Regions from separate parts of the Oryctolagus cuniculus genome. Here region 2 is linked to region 1. A link is a contact called in public Micro-C data. All regions are on one chromosome and are shown on one strand. The core of a region is the stretch at or near the end of the contact, and the rest is flanking DNA. Distances in the headings are between cores, read along the strand shown. Region 1 holds the start of THBD (thrombomodulin). Region 2 holds the start of NXT1 (nuclear transport factor 2 like export factor 1).

Region 1 (5,548 bases), core at 2,909-5,408:
TAAAGAAGTCAGCCAATTCTACCTTTTCAGAAAAAAAAAAAAAAAAACAGGCCCAAGGGATCTGAAGATGGATGACAGTGTCCCAACAGAGATGAGCCGGATTTAATTCTAGATGAGACGTTGGCATTTAGAGACTGTCACTTGAATTGAGCCACAGACTCTGCCTGACCACCCTGGGTTTGGGTACCTGACATGAAGTTGGAGACCGCTAAGCCATATACAGGGGACATACACACAGCAGTGGTTCTACAACTCCGCTGAGATATATTCTTTCTTTCATCCCAACCAATGATCCTGCCACGTATTTGTCCAAACACAGAACAAGGCCTGGCGCATGGAACTGTTATGGTTACACAGGAAAAAAGCAAATGTTTGTGCCTATGGAGATAACAAGAAATCCTCTTGCCATGAAAGATCATCTCTTTTGGAAAGTTCTATAACAGTTGGAGGTACTCCCCTGCCCCAGGCAGTGTGCAGCTGATGGCTTTGGCGCTGCTGCCGAGTCTTCCTTTTAACGGCAGCAAATGAGGGGCCTGGACGAGGGGACGTTGGCCAGAGACACAGAACCCAAGAGCACGCTGAAATCTGTTTATTTTGTACAAGTGACATCATAGCAAGGGTTTTGCCTGTGTTCTAGTTTAACTCCAATAAATAAATAACTATGTACAAATGTGCTGAGTTTATGACATAGGAGAGGAAAACCTTTGTTTGACAAGATGCACTTATACCATACATTATTTCCACACATGGCTAGCTCAGCCCAGCCACCGGCCTTCTCCTCCACCCTGGGCGGCAAAGGCTCCAGGTGTGTACCGAGTCCTTTCTGGCGGAAGGCAAAGCTAAGCGATGCAAATTCCTCAGTTTCTTGAGAAAGGGCCAGACTCGGCCTGCTACTGATTTCTGACCCACAGTTAACGTGCTGCAGAAACTTGGAAGCTGCCTGCCACAACAGTTGTCAGATTACCCAGCAGGCAGCCCTTGCTCCGATGCCGAGGGACCAGGAATTCCGGGGGTGGAGCCTAGCACTCTGCATCTCTAACTAGCTCCATTCTGGTCCAGGGACCACATTCCAGTGAAGCAGGAGCAATTCTCCAAGGGCCTCATTAAGGACGGGCCCTAATGAGGCATCCTCCAGGCTCCAATCTCAGGCTTCCAAATCCCCCACAACCAGCAAAACCGGTTTTATTTTGGCCAGCAAGTGACAAGAGACTCAAACCGATAACCAGGATGAATCATGCAGCTGAAAACTCTCCGGGGAGCTGCTTTTTTCTTCTCTTCTCTCATTCTAAAGAACACATCGGAACATTTTAACACTGTCGAAAAGCACTAATAATAACGACAAAAGAAACCGGCGTAAAAAAACTTACAACAATCACCATTTTTTTTTTCAGTCCAAATCACAAAGATAACAATCACAGAACTCAGGCTCACTAGTTCTAAAAAAACCTGCTAGGGTTTCATTTCTTGGCCAGCTCAGCAAGGTTAACGGAACGAATTCTTCTCACGTTTTCTCCTTCCTTGCTTTGTCCTGCAGGCCTGAAACTTTGGAATAAAGTAGCAAGTCTGGAGCAAAACGCAACTGCCCACCTATTTTCGCACAGGTGGGGAGACTGGGGTGCTTTGGCTTCACGTCCTGGGAGGCGAAACGAGGACCATGAGTCAAGGGCAAAGGGGCACCTGGCTTTCTATATGTAAGAGAGCCCAGAGCCCGGGAGCTGGGAGAGGAATGTTCACCAAGACGGTGTAACTGCCACCAAGGTGTGTGTGTGGGGGGGGGGGGGTGGACAAGGATGGAGGCGGGAGATGAAAAGCGAGCATTGGAAACACACAGGTAGAAAAAGGGGCCCCAAATACGTTTTACAAAAATAAATATCTTGGTCATCACTAGCCCTTGGGGTCAAGGTCCGCCCTGAAGGTCACCACCCAGTCTGCCTCACCCCTCCCGCGCCCCGCGTAGGTGACTTGGGGGACCCTGTAGTCCGGGTGTCTCCAGGCAGCGCAGCTGGGCAGGGCTGGGGAGGGGGGCGTCGGTGACCTCCAGGCAAAGGCTGGGGCTCCGCCTCCTCACGACCCCCCCAACCCGCCCAACTCAACACAAGCAATCGGCGAGATTCTCAGCCAGGGCGAAGAGGCTCTTCCGCAGGTGTGGCGCCAGCCCAGGGAGCCAGACAGGGGCGGTGGGGTGGCGCTCCGGAGGGAAGTCAGGGCCGCGCCAAGGGCAGGCCTGGAGCGCGCGCGGGGGCGGAGGGAGGGGCTCCCTTCCCCCTCAAGGCTTGGGCTGCGTCCGCTCGGTCCGCACCTGCTGCAGGACCACCTCCTTGGCAGGGGACGCGCACTTGTACTCCAGCTCGGCGCGCCCCGAACCCTGCTTCTTGCGCATGTGGCACAGGAGCGCCAGGAGCGCCACGACCAGGGACAGGCTGGCGATGGAGATGCCGATGGCCACGCCTGAGTGCACCGGCCCGGCGGCCGGCGGCGGAGCCGGGGTGGAGCCGGGCGCCCCGGAGCCTGGAGGCTCTCCGGAGCCGCCGTCGTCGCCGCCGTCGCCGCCGTCGCTCACCTGCGTAGGGTAGCATTCAGTGCTGACCTGGCCGGCCAGGGGCGAATCGGGCCCGCAAATGCACTCGTAGCTGCCGGGGAGGTTTCGGCACTCGTCCTGGCAATAGCCGTTGTCGCATTCATCGATGTCGGCGCACAGCGAGCCCTCGTCGAGGATGTAGCCTTCGGGGCACAGGCAGGTGCTCGGGTAGTTGGGGTCGCAGTCGGCCGGGCACGTCGTCTGGTTGCAGAACATCTGACAGCGGTGCGGCTCGTCCGGGACCGGGGCGAAGCCCTCGGCACAGATGCAGCGGTAGTTTTGGCCCAGCGGCAGGCATTGGTACTCGCAGTTGGTGCCGAAGCACGGGTCCAAGGGCTCCACGCACTCGCCGTCCACCAGGTCGAAGCCGGGGTAGCAGTGGCACTCGAAGCCACCCTGCGTGTTGACGCAGAGCTGCGGACACGGGTTGGGCACCAGGGCACAGTCGTCCACGTCCTCGCAGTGGTGCCCGTCGGCTGCCACCCGGTAGCCGGTCTCGCACATGCACATGTAGGAGCCGGACGCGTCCGAGGTGCGCACGCAGAAGTGCTCACACAGGTCGTGGCACGAGGGCGGCGCAGCGGGCGCGCAGGAGCGCCCGTCGGCCTGCGGGGCGGCGCCGTCCGGGCACAGGCAACGGGGAGCCCCAGCGCTCGCGTTGCACGCGAACTCGCAGCCGCCGTTCCCCACGCTGCAGTCCCAGGCTCCCGGGGCCTCCCGGCCCCAGCGCGCCTCGGCGGCCCCGGGCGGCGCGTAACAGGTCAGCTCCAAGCCGAGCGGTGCCACGGCGGCCGAGCTGCCCACGGGCAGCGCCTGGAAGTCGGCGCCGCGGGCCCCGAACGGCGTGCTGTAGGTGCTGGAGACGTGCGGCGCCGTGGCCGCCGCGGCGCCGGCCTCCACCAACAGGGGCCTGCATGAGGCCGCGAAGGGGAACTCGCAGAGGAAGCCGTCGACTTCAGTGCCGCACGGCAGCTCCTCCCAGGCCGGCTCGCCGGGGGCAGCGGCGCTCGCGGCCGAGACGGTGACGCACAACGGGCCGCACACTGGCGCGCCGCCGCCGTCCTGCCGCGCCCACCTGCTGTAGCTGGTGCGGTTGTCTCCGGTCACCCACTGGAAGCCGCGCAGGGGCCCGAGGTCCCCGGGGTGGCTGCAGCCGGTCGGGAGCTGCAGGCCAATCCAGAGGCGTGGGCTGTCGTCGCTCAGCAACAAGGAGATGACATCAGCGGCCACTGAGGAGCGCACGGTCATCAGGTGGCCCCCCAGGCGCTTGCAGGTCTGGCCGGCGGCGAGAAAGGTCGCGGGGCCCCGGAACAGAGCGAAGCAGTCGTGCTCCACGCACTGGCTGCCGTCGGGCTGCGGCTCTGCGTGCGTCGGGAGCCCCAGACCGGCCGGGGCCAGCGCGCCCAGCAGCAGGAGCAGGGCACGGAGCATGCCGCCGGGGCGCACCGCGCGCAGGCGCCGCCGGAGAAAGCGCGAGCGTTGCTTCGCGGCCCGGGCCGGGGCGGAGGGGCGTTGGGGGCAGCCGCTGCGGTCGGTCCTGGACGGGCGCTTCTCTGGCCCCGGCGCGGCCGCCTCTGACACGCCGCTCGGCCGCCGGGGCGCGAGTTTATAAGTGCGCGGCCCTCCCTCCCTGGACGTTCGGGAAAAGGAAGGAAGTGCCTGGTGGGAAGGGCTGATGTTGCATTCTCGGATTACTGGGTCCTCTGGACGCCTTGCGCCCGCCCTCGCTCCTGGGATCACCTCGTGGGGATGAGTAAACCCAGCCCGGGTGGAGCCCCGAGACCGCGGGCCCGCCCCCGACGCGTGCGGCCCCTCCCCAAACTTTCGGTTCTCTTGGCTAGTTTTCGTGAACGCTCACGCGGACTTGCAGGCCAGCTTGGATTGCTTCCAATGGGCGTGGGAGAGGGGCGTGAGCGCCGGGGACCTCGCGGTTCTGGAGACCTGGTGCCCTGCTCAAAGACAACCGGAGTCCACTAGGAGAGGGAGCCAGGCCTCGCCCGCCTCCCGGGGCCAGGGCTCCCGGCTAGGGAGGCGCGGGCGCGGTGGGGTGGGGCGGGGCGGGGCGGGCCGGCCGAGGCCACAGCGCCGCTTGGCAGCGTGGGAAAGCCGCGAGGTTGCTGTTGCGCTGCAGATGCACCCCTGGGGGCTGGCGAGTCGCGGAGCGCACCCATCCGGGGCTGTGCGTGTCCAACTTCTGGCACCCCTGACGGAGGTCGCAGGGAGGCGCTGTGGGCCCCAGGGGGCGCCTCGGGGAACCGTTTCCGCCCTGAGACCGAATGGACACCGGGCGGCCGTGGAAGTGCCACTTGCGGACGCCGGGCGGCGCCGTGGGTGGGCGGCAGGGTCTGTCGCTTTCCACCTTATCACGGGTATTCACTCACTAGGAATGCGGAGGGGTGTGTCCAATATGTAGCTCACAGAGAAAGACAAACCCGTTAAAATAAATAAATAAATAAATAAATAAATAAAGCAAGCAAGCACGCCCACCTGGAGTTCATCTGGTCATTTGCCCACCCCGGGCCACTGGCGACCAAGCACCAGGAGGCGGCGCTGTTGAACTCCAGACGAAACCAAAGAAATTGGAGGTCTCAAAACCTGTCCAGCGAACAAGGGTTAGGAGTGTGGGGAGCGCAGGGGCCTGGCCCCGCGTGGATTCCGTGGCTGCGCGTCGGGTCTCCCTGGGCCAACAGAGCTCAGGCTTCAAAAGGGACCAGGGCTGTGTGGCATCTTCACGTGCCAAAGACAAGCGCCGGGCTGGGCGGAGAGGGGATCGGGCTGTACTGACCGGCAGTGACCGCAGGGGCGGGGCGTGGACAGCCCGACCCGGTGCCCAGGGGTGGAGGCTGAGCGCTGTGCCCTGCGGGGCTTCCACAGGAGCGTCCCGCCTGGGGGCTGCCCCCATCTCACCAATGAGGACAGCGCAGGAGTGCAGCTGGATGCTGAGGTCTGAGCTCCAGCAACTTGGAGCAG
Region 2 (5,147 bases), core at 2,481-4,980, 220 kb after region 1:
TCTTCCATCCGATGGCTCACTCCCCAGATGGCCCCAGTGGCCAGAGCTGCGCCAATCCAAAGCCAGGAGCTTCTTCTGGGTCTCCCACATAGTGCCAGGGCCCAAGGACTTGGACCATCTTCTGCTTTCCCAGGCCACAGCAGAGAGCTGGATTGGAAGTGGAGCAGCCGAGTCTCAAACCAGCACCCATATGGGATGCTGGAGCTTCAGGCCAGGGTGTTAACCCACTACGCCACAGTGCCAGTCCCTCAGCAGAACTATTCAGAGTTCCTTTCTGGAAAACAGAATCGGTCATAGCAGGAAACAGCAAACCACTGGAATTCAAGGCAGCCACACGCCACAGCTCAGAAGTGTAAGTGTACGTGTGCCAGGATGCAGGACTGAGCACGAGTGTGCACGTGTGAGCATATGCATGAGTGTATGTGTGCATATGTATATATGTGTGCTGTGCATGAGTGTGTACGTGTGTGCATGAGTGCATGTATGTGTAAGCATGAGCACACGTAAGCATGTGCATGTGTGCATATATGTGTAAGCATGTGTGTGCTTGAATGCATATGTGCATGAGTCATTGTGAGCATTGTGTGCATGAGTGCATGTGTGTGTGCATTTGTGTATATATGTGCGTGTGTGTGCTTATGTAAGCATGTGTGTGCATGAGTGTATATACATGAGTGTACACATATTGATGTGCACATGCATATGAGTGTGCACATGACTGTATGATATACATCTGAGTGTGCACGTATGTGTGTGTGCACATATGTCTTACTCCAGTCCTCCTCCCAGCTGTGGCCCGTGGTGACGTAGGCCCAGCCCTACCCTGCTTCATGCTGTTCTGTCTGTGCTCATGGCCACATCTCAGTTCCTAAGCTCGTGGGCCTTGATTTCTCCCGCCTTCCCAGAATCCATCCCCCCTTCCTCTGGGGACAGCCCTCACCCCATTCCTTTGGGAAACATGGTCTTAGTAGAACTGTCTGGCAGGCTCTCCAGCAGGTGCATGGCTCCAACTGGAACCAGGCCAATCCCACTCTCTCTCCTGGGACTCTGCCTTCTGCAGAAAATCCCACGGCTGCAAACCTCACCCACCACAGCCTCAGAAGCACCTGCTGCCGAGTTCTTATTCCTAGACCCAAGGAGCCACCTTTCCTGCACCTGCTGGCAACTCTGCAAGTGCCCATAAAACCCCCTTTGGACCCAATAGAATGACTTTCTCCATGGCTTCCAGGGTGTCTCCGAAAGGCAGGCCTCCGACTGACACCCCTCCCCAAAACAGCCTCAGCTCACCCCAATGCAGCCTCAGCTCGCCCCAGTGCAGCCGCAGGAGCACAGATAAGCCTGCTAAGGCAGAGACAGGACAAGACAGGTTCTTGGTGGCAGCACATCAGAGGCAGGGCTGCTCAGCTGCTACTGCACATCAATGGCTCCAAGTCACGCACACAGCCTCATACAGCAACCAAACGCTGCCATCAGCCTGCCCCAGAGAGCAACACTGACAGTGCTGGGGGCAGGGGCTGGGGAAGAGCAATGTGTGTTTACAGACTTAACGGTTCTTAAGTCAGGCCTGTGTGCAGCGCTGCCAGGGACTCCGTACACACGACAGATGTGCCTTTTCCTCCCTGGACGGGTTCCACGGGGCACAGGGGTCCACAGGCTCCCTGGTCACGTAAGCCAGGCTCATCTTCAGAACGTTGCCCATGTGGGCTGGTGACAAATCCTACCAATTTGTCAATGTGCCTGTCGCAGGTTGTAAGCCCATCACGAGGAGGGGTGGGATTGCTGGCAAACACTGAAGCTGCTATTGATGTCAAATGTCACCCCACCATTCTGCTCTGTGCTGGGCCTCGTGCAAAGCTCTTGGCACCATTTCCCCTCCCTCTTCACATCAGCCTGAGCCCATGGATATTAGCATGGCCTCATTCTAGAGAGGCTAACGCACTTGCCACAGTCGTCTAAGCCACGTTAGTTAATGTGCAAGTAACTTTGTGCCAACTTTTATTTTTTATTATAAGATTTATTTGAAAGTCAAAGTTACAGAGAGATTTTCCATCCTCTGGTTCACTCCCCAGATGGCTGCAACAGCCAGGCTGAGTCCTGGAGCCAGGAGCTTCTTCCAGGCCTGCCACCGTGGGTTGGACCGTTTATGCTGCTTTATCGCCTATGGGGGAGCGGGGGTGAGCCAGCGCTGCAGTCGACAGCTTAACCCGTGAGCCACAATGCCATCCCCTAAAAACTCGATTTAAAAGGACCACTACTCCGAGGAGGCTCACTCACCCTCTCTACTCTGCCTCCAAATTATTTTCAATAACCCACATTTTCACCCACTGTATGAAGCGAGAGGTGGCCTGCAAGAAATAGCCCAGGAGCGATGGACCTTTAGCCTAGCAGTTAACTGCCTGGATCCACACCCTGGCTCCAGCCTCCAGCTTCCTGCTAACATACACCCTGCAAGGCAGAAACGATGGCCGAAGTTACTGGGCCCCTGGCACCGACGTGGGAGACCCGGGTGGAGTCCCAGGCTCCTCTGGGGACATACCTCACCCCATTTCCTGCAGCCATGCACTTGCTGGAGAGCCTGCTCCAGATGTTGTGGGCATCTGGGGAGTGAACCAGAGGATGGGCGCACAAGCTCTCCTCTCTCTATCTCTCAAAATGAGAACAAGTCCTGAAATGTGACAGCAAGGGTTGTCTCAGGAACACAAGCAAAGAGCAGATTAAACTCCACGCGCCGCAGCCAAGCCACGGGCTAAGGGCTCTGCCCGGCTTTGCAAGGAAAGAGCCTCTCAGAACGGGAGGAGGCAGCTGAGGGCTTTTTTATTTGCATGTTCCAGTTTCCCAGGTCCCCGGGTTAGCCGGGCCGTGGTTCCCACGCCGCAGAACTGAACTGCCGCACCCACGAAGCTCGCGGCGGCCGGAGCTGGGGGCAGCGGCTTCCCCAGGGCCCCTCGGTTCGCAGACACAGGAGGCCGCCGTGCCACGGCGTCGCTTGGGCGCAACTGCCACCTTCCCTCCCCAGCCACACCTCCGTCCCCACCCTCGAATCGTCTCCGTTTGGCGGAAGCCGGTCTCCCTCTGCGCGTGCGTTAGGGTGTCAGCTCTGGCGGGATAGATCCGCTCAGGTGTTGGTTGCACCAGGTAGACTTCCATCGGCGTCCCCACGGACACTCTGCGTCTGATCGACAGCATCGGCTACGTCAGCGGCTGCTGCTTCCCGAGAGCGCATCCAGTCGTGACATTTCCCGGGTCTTTTACATGGGATCGCGCCACACAGGTGAACGTGGAAGGAACGCATCTCCCCACCGCCCACCGCCCTTCCCCTATCTTTCCCGACCCGCCTCTCGCCGCAACCAATGGAGAGCAAGTGGAGAGGCGGGATCTTGGAGGTTTAACCCAATCAGAGGTCGCATCTCACCAGCGGGGGCCGGAGTCTGGGACTTGGTTAGACCAATGAAAATTCGAGCGCGAACTTGCCGTGGTCTTCTGGGAAGGCGCCTTTCCCGGAAATCGCCGCTCCTTTGAGCCACACCTGGGCGGAGCCAGCCTTCAGGCTCGCCGTCTTACAGATGGATCTAGAAGCCTGTCAAGGGGAGGCGGGAGTGGGCGGGACCGAGGCGCTCACGCCTGCGCGGAACACCGCGGACCTCGAGCGGGAACCGGCGGACGGCGTCCTAACGTCCATGGGCTCTGGGGCTCCGGCGACGCGGGCGGAGCTTCTCAGAAGAAAAAAGAAAGGAGAAGGAACGGCTCTTCCCGAAGTGAGCGGCGTACGCCGCTCGGCCTTCCGGGGCTGGTTCCCTTCGCGAGGCCGCGACCGCGCGGGGGACTCCCGGACCGGACTCGCCGCGGCTGGCGCTGCCCTCACAGGTGGGTGCCTGCCCTGCGTGGTAGTCCGAGGGCCCCACAGCCTGCGCGGGGTACCCCGAGACCCCTGCCCACGTGCGTGCCCTCGCCGACTCCCCCCCCCCCCGTGGTCAAGAGTAAGACGCGGGGTTGGAAATTTGCGCACGTGGTTTCGATGCGGGTGAGCTGCGGGCTGTGGCCTGTGCGGGACGCGCGACGGCGAACCCGATGTCCAGGGAGGGGAGCGGCAGGTCCCAGGCCAGGGGCCGGCCGGTCCGAGTGGGCAGCGCGCTCGCGCTCCCTCGCCCTCGGATTTGGTAGCTGCGCGGGGGAGGGTGGTAGCTTGCGCCTGAGATGGCTTGGAACAGAAGTGGGGGCGTGACAGACAGGCTGAGCCGGGGGAGCCGGGCGGGGAGGGTTGCGGTGCGCGCGGGGCGGCAGGTGCAGCCCGGCGGCCTCCAGGAAGCCCCCGCGCCAGGGTGCCGGCGTTGGCCGAGTGCGGGCTTGGCGGGGCTCAACCCTGAAGTCCATGGGGGGAGTGGAGACACCCAGGGAGGGCAGTGGCTGGCTCCAGGATCGGGCAGCCGGCAGGGGTCTCCCGGGGGCCAGACCACCGCGTTTGTCAGCCCCCAACCCTGGATGGAATCTTCCATCCATGTCAGAAGCCGAGTGTTTTTTCAAGGGGGCTGAGGCCGGCACTGTGGCACCTCGAATTAAACCGCAGCTTGGGACGCCCGCAGCCCATGTTGGAGTCCTGGGGTTAGTCCACGGGCCCCTGCCACCCACGTGGGAGAGCCGGGTGGAGCTCTTGGCTCCTCCTGGCTTTGGCCTGGCCCAGCCCTGGCTGTGTTGGTGACATTTGGGGGAAGATCTCTTCCTCCACCTCTTGCGTCACTCTGCCTGTCAAGCAAGTAAATACATAGACTTTTTAAAAAGCCGAATTTTGTTTTTGTTTTTGTTCCTAAGGCAAGGTCTTTGAAATGGGGGGGAGGGGCGGGCGATCGAGGGGCCCAGCACCTGGGACCCTGGCAGCCCTTAGGACAGCCTGCTTGAGACCCAACTGCTGTGGTTCCGGTCCAGCTCTCTGCTATGGCCTGGGAAAGCAGCGGAAGACAGCACTGGGCCCTTGGACCCACGTGGAAGACCCGGGTGAAGCTCCAGGCTCCTGGCTTTGGCCTAGCCCTAACAGCTGCGGCCATCTGGGGAGTGAACCAGCGGTTGGAAAAGTCTCTCTCTCTCTCTCTCTCTCTCTAACTCTGCCTTTCAAATACATAAATATAAAAAAAGAAAAGAAATCCACTATTTTA

Evidence for each region. Hi-C and Micro-C count contacts between places; a contact is called where the count stands out from the background.
Region 2: a contact with region 1 is called in a Micro-C map of ear pinna, with 6 times the contacts expected there. The contact joins the promoter of NXT1 here to the promoter of THBD in region 1. A contact is called at or near these places in 3 of 6 Hi-C or Micro-C datasets (ear pinna, psoas muscle and an unstated tissue).

What each region holds. Positions count from the first base shown.
Region 1 is chr11:47,341,752-47,347,299 of mOryCun1.1, forward strand. It overlaps THBD (thrombomodulin), which reads right to left and starts at 4,159. Exons shown (of 1, transcript NM_001082144.1): 1 at 851-4,159. The coding sequence starts at 4,009. The coding sequence ends at 2,267.
Region 2 is chr11:47,561,632-47,566,778 of mOryCun1.1, forward strand. NXT1 (nuclear transport factor 2 like export factor 1) reads left to right here and starts at 3,731. Exons shown (of 2, transcript XM_002710938.5): 1 at 3,731-3,864. LOC138844339 (a long non-coding RNA gene) reads right to left here and starts at 3,545. Exons shown (of 2, transcript XR_011380024.1): 1 at 3,413-3,545; 2 at 1,989-3,172.